Linked DNA regions of Mus musculus: all the other regions are linked to region 2. A link is a contact called in public promoter capture Hi-C data. All regions are on one chromosome and are shown on one strand. Each heading gives the region's core, a stretch centred on a gene start, on an enhancer-like site or on the middle of the called end of the contact. The rest is flanking DNA. Distances are from core to core; before and after follow the strand shown. Region 1 holds the start of Adpgk (ADP-dependent glucokinase). Region 2 holds the start of AY074887 (cDNA sequence AY074887). Region 3 holds the start of Stoml1 (stomatin-like 1). Region 4 holds the start of Nptn (neuroplastin). Region 5 holds the start of Parp6 (poly (ADP-ribose) polymerase family, member 6).

What was found. Promoter capture Hi-C pulls out the DNA fragments that hold promoters and counts their contacts.
Region 1: a promoter capture Hi-C map of erythroid cells shows a contact between it and region 2, with 19 times the contacts expected there. The contact joins the promoter of Adpgk here to the promoter of AY074887 in region 2. A contact is called at or near these places in 1 of 39 promoter capture datasets (erythroid cells) and 1 of 484 Hi-C or Micro-C datasets (CD4 T cells).
Region 3: a contact with region 2 is called in a promoter capture Hi-C map of erythroid cells, with 34 times the contacts expected there. The contact joins the promoter of Stoml1 here to the promoter of AY074887 in region 2. A contact is called at or near these places in 2 of 39 promoter capture datasets (cranial neural crest and erythroid cells).
Region 4: a promoter capture Hi-C map of pre-B cells shows a contact between it and region 2, with 2.6 times the contacts expected there. The contact joins the promoter of Nptn here to the promoter of AY074887 in region 2. A contact is called at or near these places in 1 of 39 promoter capture datasets (pre-B cells) and 1 of 484 Hi-C or Micro-C datasets (CD4 T cells).
Region 5: a promoter capture Hi-C map of erythroid cells shows a contact between it and region 2, with 17 times the contacts expected there. The contact joins the promoter of Parp6 here to the promoter of AY074887 in region 2. A contact is called at or near these places in 1 of 39 promoter capture datasets (erythroid cells) and 1 of 484 Hi-C or Micro-C datasets (B cells).

What each region holds. Positions count from the first base shown.
Region 1 is chr9:59,290,249-59,292,948 of GRCm38.p6, forward strand. It overlaps Adpgk (ADP-dependent glucokinase), which reads left to right and starts at 1,324. Exons shown (of 7, transcript NM_028121.2): 1 at 1,324-1,618. The coding sequence starts at 1,386.
Region 2 is chr9:54,949,623-54,952,322 of GRCm38.p6, forward strand. It overlaps AY074887 (cDNA sequence AY074887), which reads right to left and starts at 1,332. Exons shown (of 1, transcript NM_145229.2): 1 at 622-1,332. The coding sequence starts at 1,217. The coding sequence ends at 819. It overlaps Hykk (hydroxylysine kinase 1), which reads left to right. Exons shown (of 5, transcript NM_177351.4): 5 at 1-302. Psma4 (proteasome subunit alpha 4) reads left to right here and starts at 1,237. Exons shown (of 9, transcript NM_011966.3): 1 at 1,237-1,281; 2 at 2,460-2,486. The coding sequence starts at 2,484.
Region 3 is chr9:58,251,733-58,254,432 of GRCm38.p6, forward strand. Stoml1 (stomatin-like 1) reads left to right here and starts at 1,432. Exons shown (of 7, transcript NM_026942.3): 1 at 1,432-1,667. The coding sequence starts at 1,535.
Region 4 is chr9:58,580,964-58,583,663 of GRCm38.p6, forward strand. Nptn (neuroplastin) reads left to right here and starts at 1,277. Exons shown (of 9, transcript NM_001357751.1): 1 at 1,277-1,563. The coding sequence starts at 1,473.
Region 5 is chr9:59,615,962-59,618,661 of GRCm38.p6, forward strand. It overlaps Parp6 (poly (ADP-ribose) polymerase family, member 6), which reads left to right and starts at 1,323. Exons shown (of 24, transcript NM_001205239.1): 1 at 1,323-1,447; 2 at 2,507-2,700. It overlaps Gm51709 (a long non-coding RNA gene), which reads right to left and starts at 1,163. Exons shown (of 3, transcript XR_003948337.1): 1 at 1,026-1,163.

The DNA.
Region 1 (2,700 bases), core at 74-2,573, 4.3 Mb after region 2:
TAGAGGGAAGAGGATCAGAAGTTCAAAGTTGGGGCTGGAGAGATAGCTCAGCGGTTAAGAACGCTGACTGCTCCGGGGGTCTGAGCGAGAAGAAAAAAGTGTCTGGGGACAGCTACAGTGTACTTACATATAATAAATTAATAAATCTTTTTAAAAAAAGTTCAAAGTCACCCTTGACAACGCAGTGAACTTGAGGCTAGTCTGGGCTAGTAACCAGTCTCTGGCCAGTTAACAGCTGAGAGCCATAACAGAAACACTTTGGATACTGGGGGTGGGGGTGGGAGATAACGTCCAAGATCAAAGCCAGGGAAACACATTTCTATTAACAAGTTCAAAAATTATAGACAGAGTAGAAAATTGGTCAGGAGCTAGCAGAACTAGCAAAATAGAAATAGGCCAGGCTAGATGAGGCTGAGAATGAACTGGACATCAAGCCTAGCTTTCCTGCCTCTTAACCTACCCTCTCACATAGAACCGTCACATCAAAGGAGGAAGGGCTGGATTTCTGTAGTATCACCCGGAACAACTAAACCAGGATTTAAAAACTCGAGTCTATAGTCCTTCCATACTGTACACATGATTGTATCCCTTTGCGGCTTACTCTGGGGTTGTTCAAAGGAACACCACCTCCGAAAGGGTTATCTAAGGGGTCTGAGTGTTAAATCTGATCTCTAGATTGAACAAGATCGCTTCAGTCTTAGCGGAAGCCTTTGACTAGCTGAAAATCTCAAGAGGTGGACTCCCCGTGCCCAGCACCACTAGGGTCTGAGCAGATTCCTCTCGCGGGAAGCCCTTCCCATCGTCGTGCACCCTCCGCCTCGCCACTGCACCAGACTTAGAAAGGAACCGGCCTAGTAAAACCATGGAGGTCAAACACTGGCGGAGGGACGGATTAAGAGACAACAGCGTGGCTCGTTGTCAATGGGAGACCGACTACTCTAATCGCGAGGTTTGCTGCTTCTTCGTTATCTGCATGTCTTATCTTACTAGGGAAGTAAAAGTATTCTCTCGCCCCCACCCCGGACACACACACACTCTATCTCAGGCTATCAGTGAATATCGGGAAGACGTGTACGGATTGGGAACCACACTACTGCCTTTGTTCATCCAAGGACAGAATCGCACAACAGCGTCGCCCAGCGCCAGCGCCAAGACTTAAACAGAGCGAACCCCCAACGCCAGCCCTGTCGTCGTCCCGCCTCCAGCCCACCCATAGCTCCACCCATAACTGGGGCTGCAGTTCCGTCGTAGCTCCGCCCATCGGGAGGAAGAGCCTGTGGCGCGCGGGTGTGACGTTACGCACGTCTACGTCAGCACGCGCCCAGCTGGGAGGAGGCGCGAGCCGAGAAAGGATCCTGTAGCCACCGGTGCGGCGGTGTGTGCACATGGCGCTGTGGCGCGGCTCTGCGTGCGCCGGCTTCCTGGCGCTGGCCGTGGGCTGCGTGTTCCTGCTGGAGCCGGAGCTGCCGGGCACGGCGCTGCGCTCGCTCTGGAGCTCCCTGAGGCTGGGACCCGCGCCAGTGCCCGTGGGACCTCTGTCCCCGGAGAGCCGGCTGGCAGCCGCTTGGGACGCCCTCATCGCGCAGCCCGCCCGGCGCTGGCGCCGCGTGGCTGTGGGGTGAGTGCCTGCGGGGCCTGCCTGCGGCTCTGGGCCTCCCCGGGAAGTGCGCGCGCTCCGGGGTCCGCCCGGGACTCGGTGGTGTCTGGGTTGCCCTCTGGGCGAAAGTGTCGGACGCGTGAGACGAGCCTTTTTCCGTCATCGCTGCAGGGATAGTCAGCATATTTCCACCCGGTTGGCCCTGCTCCCTGTAAAAGCAGCTCTCATAGCTTCTTAGAAATTCAACTCAGCCTGTCACTTGTAATTTTTGAGGTTACTCTGTTGTCTGTCTTCCAGCCCTTTTTTGCCGACTGTTCTCAGGTGGCCACGATGGTTTTCCTATTTTTTTAGCACTCTTCCTAACGTACTTAAAGCTAAATGCTTCTGTCTCTAGCTGTTGACTTTACGTCATCCGGTCTGAAGACCACTCTACTAAGACTGCTCATTTTCATATTCAACATTTTTTGTTAAGGATTCCTTACCAGAACTCTGCGCCTTTCGCGTTTAGCACGCCCTTCTCGAAACTACCTTCTTCCCCATACTAAGTGATAGTTCATATTTTTAAGGTTCTCTCAAATCACAGTATCTCCTTTCTTTGTGAAACTCACAGAAATGTATCCAATTTTTTTTACACTAACCTTAGTCCCTCTTCCAGTTAGGCTTGGCTTTCTTGTCTTGTCAAGGGCACTATGCATCAGCGAGTTTTTTAGTATGTTTTTCTTTAGGTTAGAGTTGGTTTTTTTTTTTTTTTTTTAAATGTTGCTTCTGTTGTTCCTTTTTGAACTACAGCCTCCTTGGCTGGTCTGGAACGTAAGTAGATCATTAGAACATAGATCATTATCTGATCTGTTTGCTTCCTTTTTCTTTCTTTCTCTTGTCTTTTTAGTTTAGTTTTATTTTTAAATTATTCTTCTTTAAGACAGGGCTTCTCTGTGTAGTCCAGGCTCTCCTGGAACTCACTCTGTAGACCAGGCTGACCTCGAACTCTAAGGACCAGCTGCTTCTGCCTCCCTGGTGCTGGGCTTAAAGACCTGGCTTTATCAGGTTCTTGATCATCTTTCTTGGAGCTATGTCAGGTGTGTGCTGGGCTCTGAGGGCATATG
Region 2 (2,700 bases), core at 82-2,581:
TCCTTGTTTTTACACACCCACACCCACACCCACACACATGGGGGCAGTACATGAGATCATTCACATGTGAAACACTTAGGATACTCATATTTGAGGTTTTTATTTAACTTGGCCAATCAGGACCAGAAAAATGGGCTGGAACTTGGGTCTCATTCCAAATCAGTGTTTATCCTGTTATACAATGGAACTCTGCAAGTTTCTCTTGATTGTTCTTGCTAAGAGAGATTCTCCACTAAATTCCTATTGCAAATATTGCTAATTTCTGTTTGAAATTAAATATATGCTGCATTGTATGGATATTTTACCTTTTGGTCTTTTTTTCTCTCTCTCTCTCATTTTTAAAACAGTCTCACTATATATCCCTGGCTGGCTTGGAATTTACAGGGCAAACCAGGTCCTGAGTACAGGCCAGGTCCCGTCTACATGCAACTAAATTTCTAAGCTTCCCCCTTTAAGAAACCCAGATCCAACCGTTTTGCCTACACAGAAGACAAAGGCCCTGTACATAGTCAACCCACTAGCTCTTCAACCCCCAACATAGGCACAAAAACTAGGTAAGATTGGAAAGGAGAAATGGATGAAGAGAAGTCTTTTTTTCGTTTTTTTTTTTTTTTTTTTTTTTTTTTTTTTTTTTTTCTTTTGTCCGAGACAGGGTTTCTCTGTGTACCCCTGGCTGTCCTGGAACTCACTCTGTAGACCATGCTGGCCTCGAACTCAGAAATCCGCCTGCCTCAGCCTCCCAAGTGCAGGGATTAAAGGCGTGCACCACCACTGCCCGGCGAAGAGAAGTCTTAAACTTAGAACAAAAGTTATCCCAATTAAAGAGTTGGATCTGAGAAAGGAGAAAATGAGGCTAAGAGGAAGAACAAAGGAAAAACTGTTAAGGGGCAAGACTGGAAGAGTAAACGATTTGATTTGTCTATACAGTTGCTACTCTGGCCTCCATTAGAATGGTACAGAAGAGAAAACGAAAGTGGAGTGCAAAGCGTAGGAGGAATCTGGTTCCACTCTCCACGGTATAGACGCTTCCCTCCTCCCTCCAGTCCTCCTCTAATACAGACCGCAGCCAAAGCCGAGGTTGTGCTTCTGCACAGTCCACGTGGGCAGACTGAGCCCGCCCCAGCACTGGGAGAACTTCCGCGTCCTCCCGCCCCGCCCCGCCCCCTCGCAGTCCTGCGCACGCGCGGGAGCCATATTCGCCGCGGATGCTTGGCCATCCGGGTTGGTTCTTCTCCAGCTGAGTAAAGAGGCGCTGATCTGCACCCTCACCGTCTTCCTCTGGTGAGGCTCAGTCCTTTAGGGGCCGCGGAGTCGAGGTGTCTGTCTCCCGGGCGGGGGCCATCTGCGTGGAGACCACGGCCCAGGCCCGCGGCCGCCACCGAGGAGCCGTGGGCACGATGACTTTGCACCCGCCTCCTCGGTGACCGGCCTGCCAGGGACTGGTCCCCGCCGGCCGCCGTCGGGTATCCCCGCGGGGCCTTGACGGCTCGCCTGGGCTCTGAGACCCTCCGGGCCGGTGCGAGGGGTGGGGGCGGCTGCGGCCCAGAGAGTCAATTCGGGAAAGTGGCGCTGCGGGGGAAAGTCCAAGTCTTGTAGCGCCGGCGCCAGGCGTGGAGGTAGCTGTGTTCACAGTCGAATCCGAAACCCGCCGTGGCCTCCTGGCTGCTGTGCTCAGGGCCACCTTTCTGTTTCTCCTACATGTTGGAACCGACTCCTGGCAGGTTAACTCTCCTTAGGCCTGACGACTCTTCTAAAATGTCACTTCCCGTGGTCCTTGAATCCAGCCCGTCGGTGAAGCGGTCTTAAGTAAGATAAAGGTGTTTTCTAACATCTGGGCGCGCAGACCCTTCAAATGTCTGCTTAGCTTTCCAGCCACGATGCCTTCCTTATATCCCATTTGGCAACATAGGAATTGAACTGCCATTTTTCTACTAAGGCAGAGTTTCCATTGCTGTCTTTCGAAGAAACGGAAATAAGGACCAGGTTTACCACCTAACCCCTACACCCCCAAATTTAGGACCATGTGAATTATCCACTTTGTTAACCTTTCTCAGCCTGCTCTACTTGGAATGCCCTTCCTTCACCCCTTCACAATTCTTTTTCTTTGACTTGAGGCTTTTCAACTTACCTTTGCCTCTCCCACCTCTAATTTACTCTCATTATCTGTATTGGTTTCCTAAAATCTTACTTGCTGTCGATTCTGCTTTCCCTCCCCACCCTGAATGTCTCTTCCATGTTGCTTTATAATCTTTGTCTGTCATACCTGGCTGCTAGATTCTGAGCTTTTCAGGACACCATGGTTTACCTTTATTGTGGTGGCCCAGCATCTGTATAGGTCCCAGTGGTGGTGCAGTTCATGTTAGCTGAGTGATGGTGTGGATCAAGTGGTATTAACAGTGGAAGACACTTCTTAAAATTGTGGGGGTTTTGTTATTAATGATCCTGTTTTCTTTTCACAGGAATCAACATAAAGTTCAGAAACCATGGTGAGTTCATGACACGTTTCCTTTAACTTTTGCCTGGGAACATTATGGCTTGTTTGAAGCTCACAGCCTGACATGGAAGAAAATGAAACCAAAGGGGTAGAGGGAGTTGAATGGGGTCTTCCGTCTTCTTTCCACTGAACTCAGCACCAGGGTGTCATTGTATCCAATGCATGGACATCCGGAAGTTGGCGTATGTCAGTGAACAGGCATCATC
Region 3 (2,700 bases), core at 182-2,681, 3.3 Mb after region 2:
TCTAAATTTGCAATGCATTTGCAGTTGTATGAGGGATAGTTTTATCTGGTTAGGTGTAATTATAACATGGTTAAATATAATGTGTTTGTAATTGTATGTCAGATAGTTATATCATGTTTAGGTATTATTATGATTTGCTTAATGTTTTCACTTGGAAATTGATAAGAAGATATGATTGTGTGTCAAGTTGGCAAGGGGTGGACTTGTATGGCAATTCTGGGTTGTCAACTTGACTACATTTGAAATTAATTAAAACCTCACTCCCGGTACCAACTCATCTTAGGGTTTTTATTGCTGTGACAAAACACCGTGAGTAAAGAGCAAGTTGGGTAGGAAAGGCTTTATTTTGCTTACATTTCCATATGGTGGTCCATCAATGAGGGAAGCCAGGACTCAAATAGGGCAGGAACCTGGATGCAGGAGCTGCTGCAAAGGCCATGGAGGATGCTGCTTACTGGCTTGTTCAGCCTGCTTTCTTAATGAACCCAGGACCAGCAGCCCAGGGTTGGCCCCACCCACAATGGAATGGGCCCTGCAACGTCAATCATAAATTAGGAAAATGCTCTTCAGGCTTGCCTACAGCACAACCATTTTCTCAATTGGAGATCCCTCTTTTCAGATTATTCTAGCTTGTGTCAAGTTGACATAAAATTAGCCAGGCTAGCAGTCATAGGCAGGGGAACTTAGAAATGAGCTATGGCAAGGATCCAGGGAGGCAAGACTGGGAAAGATTCGTCTTTTCTTGCTTTGTAAAATGGCCTCCTGCCAGCCTCCCAGCATCCTACTGGGGTATATTTTCTACCTTCATTTGGGCTTTCTGAAGCCACGGAAAGACAAAGTTACCTCAAGTGCCTGGATCAAGGAGTCTCATGTAATGCTTTGCTGCTGCTGCTGCAGCCACCACCACCACCATCCACTGCCAGGATTCCTGGGGTGTCTGCATGTGAAATTTTTCTTTTATACCAAAGTTGGGGCCTTCTGACTTCAACTTGTCCACAGTGACTTGGATCTGCCATCATTAAGCAAATAAGAACAGGACTCTGTATGGCAGGCTCTGTTTTCTTGGCTGTGGGGAAACAAACAAACAAAAAATACCAGTTTGCTGACCACACCAGAAGAAATCCTACATCTGGATAAGCACACCCATAACTCATAAGTGTGTTGAGTTTGGAGGAATGGTTTGAGGCCAAAAACATTTCTCTGCTTCTGGAGAAAACGCTCCTGCAATGCTCCTTTAAAGCCAAACTTCCTTGCCTCCTTTCCTAAGGCCAGGTAGGAGGTGGTCAGGAAGCCTCAACCTTAGAACCAAGGCCACATCCCCAAACTGTGCTCCCGCCGTTCGGTCCTCCCAGCGCAGGGGGTGCTGTGGAGCGGCAGGCATGGTGGACCCGGCCTGATTCCTGATCCTACTCAGCCACTGTTGTTAGTGACGGAGTAAAGCCGGAAGCAGTGGGAACGAGGAGGGGCGGAGCTGCCACAGGCTGGGCAGGGCAGTCTCCCAGCAGAGGATCGGGGCGTGTCCCGGTTAGAAGTCATGCTTGGAAGGTCTGGCTACCGGGCACTGCCCTTAGGGGATTTTGATCGTTTCCAGCAGTCGAGCTTCGGCTTTCTGGGTTCGCAGAAGGGCTGCTTGTCCCCAGAGCCGGGCAGCGTGGGGCCGGGGGCCGGTGAGTGGCTACCCAGCACCGCGGACAGAGGGGCACCCCAAGACCTGTACTCTCTGCCTCTAGGAGGAAGGAGAGTGAAGGGGATAGGATATGAAGTGGGTGCCAGACAAGGTGTGGGGATGCTACCACCGATTTGTTCTCCCTACGGCACCAGCTGTAGCTTTGGAAGCCGCGCAGCCCCATCTTCCCTAATCTTAGCCCATCCCGTTACTATTTCCAGGATAGCCCATCATGCATAGAAAGAAAACAGAGCCCTAGGCAGAGGGAGCCATAACCCACAAGGCATTTGTAGAGAAATGGAAAAAGAGTCGCCCTAGGGTAGCAGCGCAGGGAGCAGGAGTCTCCTGTGTCCTGGTGAAGATGCACAGAACAGAAAGCTGGGCCTGCAAGCTGCCTGGCTTGTTTGCTTTGGCTTCCTCTCTCCAAAGCCTGACTGTCCTTGGAGTATTCTGGTCCTCTGTGGTTCTCCTGTATTGACGGTGCATTGAAAGCTTTGGCAATGCTGAACGAATCCTCCATTTTCTGCCCCGTTCTTTTTTGTTGTTGTTGTTTTTGTTTGTTTGTGGTTTTTTTTTTTTTTTTTTTTTTTTTTTTTTTTTTGAGACAGGGTTTCTCTGTATAGCCCTGGCTCTCCTGGAACTCACTTTGTAGACCAGGCTGGCCTTGAACTCAGAAATCTGCCTGCCTCTGCCTCCCAAGTGCTGCGATTAAAAGCGTGCACCACCACGCCCGGCTCTTCTGCCCGGTTCTTAGGATTCCTCCTTCCCTGAAGAGGTCAGGAATTAGTTTATGACTTAGACTGTCCTGCAGGCAGGGGCTTCTTGAAGGATAGAACAGACGTCTCTTGTCACCTTCCTGTCTAGGGCTGGGGAGGAGAGAACAGATAGCAAGCTCATCCCCAGATTCTGGGCCTGTTTGCTCAACACCCATTCAGGATTCTTAGTTCTTCCTGCCAAAAGGCTTGAATTGAAGTACACTATAGATATAGATAGATAGATAGATAGATATAGATATAGATATAGATATAGTTCTT
Region 4 (2,700 bases), core at 27-2,526, 3.6 Mb after region 2:
TAAGCCACAGAGACACCCGAGGATGTCTGTTGTGACTCATAGATGAGCTAAGCCACAGAAAACACTCCTTTGCTAACCACAAGTGCTGAGGGTGGTTCAGGGAAAACAAACAAGCCAACTCCCCCAAATCTGTGTTTGTGTTCGAGAGCCTGTGTGCCCGCACTGGGAGGCCAGAAGTTGCCTTCGGGTATCTCCCTTAACTATTCTTTTTCTTTCTTTCTTTCTTTCTTTTTTTTTTTTTTTTGGAGAATACTCAGTTTTTGAGGTAGGGTCCCTCACTGAGCCTAGACCTCATCGATCGGCTAGGCAGACTAGTTAGCAAACCAGAGAGCTCTTCTCTTCTCCAGACTCAGATTACAGCGTTGGCTCTGGTGGCCATCCTTTTCTGTTTTATGCTGGGGAAACTCAGGTCTTCACGTTTGTGTATCAAGCATTTTTAAGGACTATGACATCTCCCCAGTACTCTCTCACCGCAAAAGAAGGCATTTCTCAACTTTCTATGCAACATGGCTAAACTCCTTTTTGATTGCCCCTTTCCTGTGGGTCATCTCTGATACACCAGGCTGAACAGTGAACTGAGTGGAAACTATTTTCTTACGGGTTTCCTCTACCAAAGGTTCTGCCTATTACTGGACACACTGTGACTTCCTTGTAGAATTGGATCTGTAGCCCTGCACAGGCTAGCTCTTCAGGCCCTCAGAGCTTGTGAAGCTAAAATAAGGCCAAAGAGGGGTGGGGAGGGCACAGGTAGGGAGGAAAAGGAGGACACTTGAAGGCTGAGGGAACAGATGTCCGTGCAAGGAAGCACAGCGATCGTTAACACTGCCTGGAAGGGAAAAAAAAATCCACGAGGCAGAGAGGTTGTGGCCAGATACCTCTAGGGGTCTCTGGTCAAAGTCCAGAAGGAAAAGCAGGGTTTTGATAAGGGGTACTAATAGGAAGCTCAAAAGCAGGGTCTAGGGTATCCATTTCTGAAGCTTCGAGCAGTAACGCATGAAAGGCAGGATGGGTGGGGGGAGCATTGTTTTCTCAATGCTTCCTCTAATTTCTGAGCGCTAGGATCCCATAGAAGTGAGAACTGTACTCCGCCGTCTTCCCCCGTGGGAGAAGGAGCGGGTGGAGTCCCCGCCTCGCCCCGTCACGTGGCCAAAAGCGCCCTTCGCACGTGACCGCCCTTGTGCTTGGCCAATCAGCCTCTGCAGGGGCGGGGACTTGGGGAGGGGGGGGAAGAGGGCCTCTTCTCGCGAGCCTTGCCGCCGGTGCTCCTGGCCCGCCCACGGCCGCCAGCGGAGGTCTCGCGAGGCTTGGACGCTGCGGCGGTAGGAGGAGGACAGGGAAGGACGGAGCTCGGCCGCGGCTGCCTCCCTCGTTCACTCCCTCGCGCGCGCGCTCGCCCGCCCCCTCCCTCCCTCCCCTCCCTTTCCCCGGCCCCGGCCCCGGCCCATTCGCTGCGCGCTCTCCGGCTAGGGAGGATGTCGGGCTCGTCGCTCCCCGGCGCCCTGGCCCTCTCGCTCTTGCTGGTCTCTGGCTCGCTCCTTCCAGGGCCAGGCGCTGCTCAGAACGGTAAGCCGAGGGGCCGGGGGCGGGTCGGGCGGGGGCGCCCGGCTCTGGCAACCAGAGGGGCCGGGCCCAGGCCTGAGGGGGATGCCGGAGCCGGCAGCGGGCGACCCGGCTGAGGCGAGGAGGTGCTTCGCGGAGAGGTGGAGGCGTCGCTTTGGTGCGAGCCCGGGGCTCTGTAGACAGGTCCGCGGCGTAGGGCTCATCGCGCACCGGGAGCTGGAGTAGCGGGGGCGGCTCTGGAGAAAGCGGCGGGAGACAGGCGTTCGAGTTCGAGCTGGCGGAGGGGTGGTGTCGGCGAGAGAACCGGGCTCCGCGGGCGCTGACACCCGGGATTCTACTGGGGCCCTGGAACCCGGGTGACATTCTGCAAAATGGGAGGAGGGGGGAAGCTGGGGTCAAAAGGATCCCGTAGAATACCTAGAGGCAGCAGACTGCTTGAGTCTCTCAAGGAGAGGGGTTAGTGAGCGATTCGGGAAACCTTGGATTTGGGGGTAGAGGGAAGGTGGGTGGAAAGATGGAGTGGGTTGACTGCAGTAGGGGGACCTGGAGAAGAGAAGCAGCAGTGTCTCCAAACGAGCTGGGGGAAGAGGATTGGGTTTTGCCAAGGAGGGTGGAGTGCTGGGCATTCTAGGGTAGCGGTTGGGAAAGCAAAAGGGAGTTTCTAAATAAGGAGAGGAAAATGAGCAGAGGATGCGGGGAAAGCTTTAAAACCGAGGTAGAAGAAATATCAGGGAAGTAAAGGGTGCCTGGGTATAGTGGTGGGAGTGGGGGAAGACGGAAAAATAAGGGAAGAGAGTAAAATGCAGGAAGTCGGGGGTGTAATGTTGCTTTGTAGCGCGGCGGATACATTAGGGAGGGGACGAGTTGTGGCAAATGCTTTATGATGCTAGTTCGGCCTTTGGGGAGGGCTGGGACACAGCCACATCTGCAGTGGTGGGATTGAGGGCAATGAGAGATGGTGGCAGGGGAGATGGAGGAAGTGGGCTTTTAGAACTGAAAGTTTCAAGATTGCAAAGATGTTATTTCTGAGGAATATGAATGTGGTCTCTGGGTTGGGTTTAAGGTACAGTGGAAGTGAGAATTGGGTTGCGAACTGAAGCTCTTTAGAGAAGATGGTGAAAGATAATAGGCTTGGGGAGC
Region 5 (2,700 bases), core at 73-2,572, 4.7 Mb after region 2:
ATGCACCACTACCGTCCCACACTTTTTTTTTTTTAAGGGTTTTTTTTATTTTTAATGTATGAGTATCTGCATGTACACCTGCATGCCAGAAGAGGGCCCAAGATTTCACTATAGATGGTTCTGAGCAACCATGTGGTTGCTGGGAATTGAACTCAGAACCTCTGGAAGAGCAGCCAGTGCTCTTAACCCCTGAGTCATCTCTCCAGCCCCACTTTTTTTTTTTAAGATTAATTTTACATATGCATGTTTGTGTTTTCCTGCATATATGTGCGTGCAACGCATTGGTTCCTAGTGCCTGTGATGGCCAGAGAGGGTAGTAGATCTCCTGAAACTGGAGTTTCAAATTATTGTGAACTGACTCGTAGGTGCTGGGAACCCAACCCAGGCCTTTGACAAGTGCAGCCACTGATCTTGGCTGCTGAGCTTTCTCTTCCATCCCAACTAAAATGTTTCATTTAGTTAATTTCTGAGATGGTTTCATATATCCCAGGCTGGCCTTGAATTGGCTATGTAGCTTAAGACTTCTATGGGGGCACACGCCTTTAATCCCAGCACTTGGGAGGCATAGGCAGGTGGATTTCTGAGTTGGAGGCCATCCTGGTCTACAGAGTGAATTCCAGGACAGCCAGGGCTATACAGAGAAACCCTGTCTCGAAAAACAAAACAAAACAAACAAAAACAAAAACAAAAAAACCACAAAAAACAAAAAGACTTCTAACTTGATTTTTGTGCTTCAACTTTCTGAATGCTGAGATAACATTATACAGACTACAGGCACGACACGGGATTTACACACCTGTGCATAAACTAAGGGTTTGTGGTTGCTAGGCAAACACTCTTCCAAGTGAGCTATGTCCCCAGTCCCCTGTGTGATGAGAAAGCCTGGGTGCGGTCGGTACACCGAAGCAAATGAACATGGGAGCAAGTCAGATTTCAGAATTTTAACTTTTGATTCCTATTTTTGTCTGGCTTCAAGCTGCACCAAAGGGGCACCTCAGTATCTCTATATAGGCAATCTAGATTACCTTCTTCTGCAACCCTCCTAACCACACGAGGCGACAAAGAAAAACATTATATTTCGGCATGTCCGGAGAACCTCTTTCTCAAGCTCCCTCCGGGCCCCAAAGCGCAAGCGCCACTCTCTCGCTTCCTCACGCCTTCAACTCTGGATCACTGCGCACGCGCGCCCTGGCTAGCACCCTGGGGTGGGGACACGCCCAGGTACAGCACGCACCGCGGTTGGTCGGAAGAGGACACCTGATCGCGGTGTCTTCGCCTGAGCATGCGCAGAGCGCCCCGGCGTGCCCGAGACCGCACGCTGAGGCGTGTGGTGCGCGACCTCACCCGCCCGCCTCGGTCCCCGCCCCTTGGCCTGCCGCTCCGCCCCCGCGGGGCGTCCCGGGCCGCTCGTCCCCTCCGCGGCGGCCGCGCGCGGCCCGGGGTCGCCGTGAGTACTCTCTAGGCTGGCGTGTGGGGAGGCTGGAGTGGGGATGGGGCGGGGCGGTCGGGCTGCTGGCAAGGTCCGCCCTGCCTGAGGGACCAAGTAAGGGATGCTGACAGGCTTCGCTCGGCTGGGCGGCTGGCGGCGGCGAGCCGCAGACGGGTCCTTAACGGGGAAGGCCGGAGCTGAGGGCTTTGGGGGACACCTGGAGAAGAGGCCTCAGGCCCTGCCCTGCATGCGCAGGTGTCCTCGCGAGCGTCTTGGTCTTCTCCCTCCGCCCGGGCTAGGGTTAGCGCTGGCCCGCGGGTCTCGCCCCTCCGCACCCTCCTTCGCCCTTTGTTTAGTAGCCTAGTCCTTTTGACACTTCCGTTGGAGTGGAGTTTTCTTCTCCTAGCACACTGAGCTGGAAGTCAAGCCCAGAATGTAGACGTTGAGATCAGAGGCGTCTCTTGACTAGGTATACGTTAAATGGTCACTCTGAAAAGTGCCAATGGACGTAGAGAAAAAGACCTTTGTGGGTCGTCCGAAGGCTTATTTACCGTTGGCACGATCTCATAGAAATAGACCAAGCGTGTTAATGCGAGCTGCCATCCCCCAGAATAAACACTGAGCCTAACAGCACACTTCTCTGGGCACTCTTAATAGTCTCTATTTGATCTAGCTCCTCTTGAAAGGTTCCAGATCTGCCCCCCACCCCCACCCCGAACTAGTTATTACATGAAAAAATGGATAGATTTGGCCCTATCAAACGTTCAAGTTACTTATGCAAGTTTTGTGACCTCCCTAGGTTGGAGTATTAAATATGTAACATGAAAACTTTGAACTAGGTCATCTCTCAGCCCCCTCTTTTTTTTTTTTTTTCTTTTTTAATGAATTCCGTGCTCCACCATCTGCCTTTTCCCACTCTCCAGCTTTTAAATCTACTCTCCATTCCTGAGAGAAGGCCATGGAGTGTTGAGGATTCAAGTCTTTTTTTACTAAAACAGTCTGGTTGGAGAAGCTGGTCATTTCATAACTGTCTTTTCCTTAGAAAAACTGATTTTTTTTACCCCCTCCTTTTAATAGCATCAGAAACCAAGCAGCAAACCCTGAGGAGATGCTCAGTTTTCCTTGACTTCTACAGTGAAAGACCTTGAGAAAGTTGGCACTTCTAGCCTAAGCTGCCCTCATTCTACTGCTCACCCCAAGACAACCCAGGCTGGACTGTAGTGCTTCCCTCTTCGTCCAGAGCAGCATTTGACTGTTTTCAATCTAAAAGA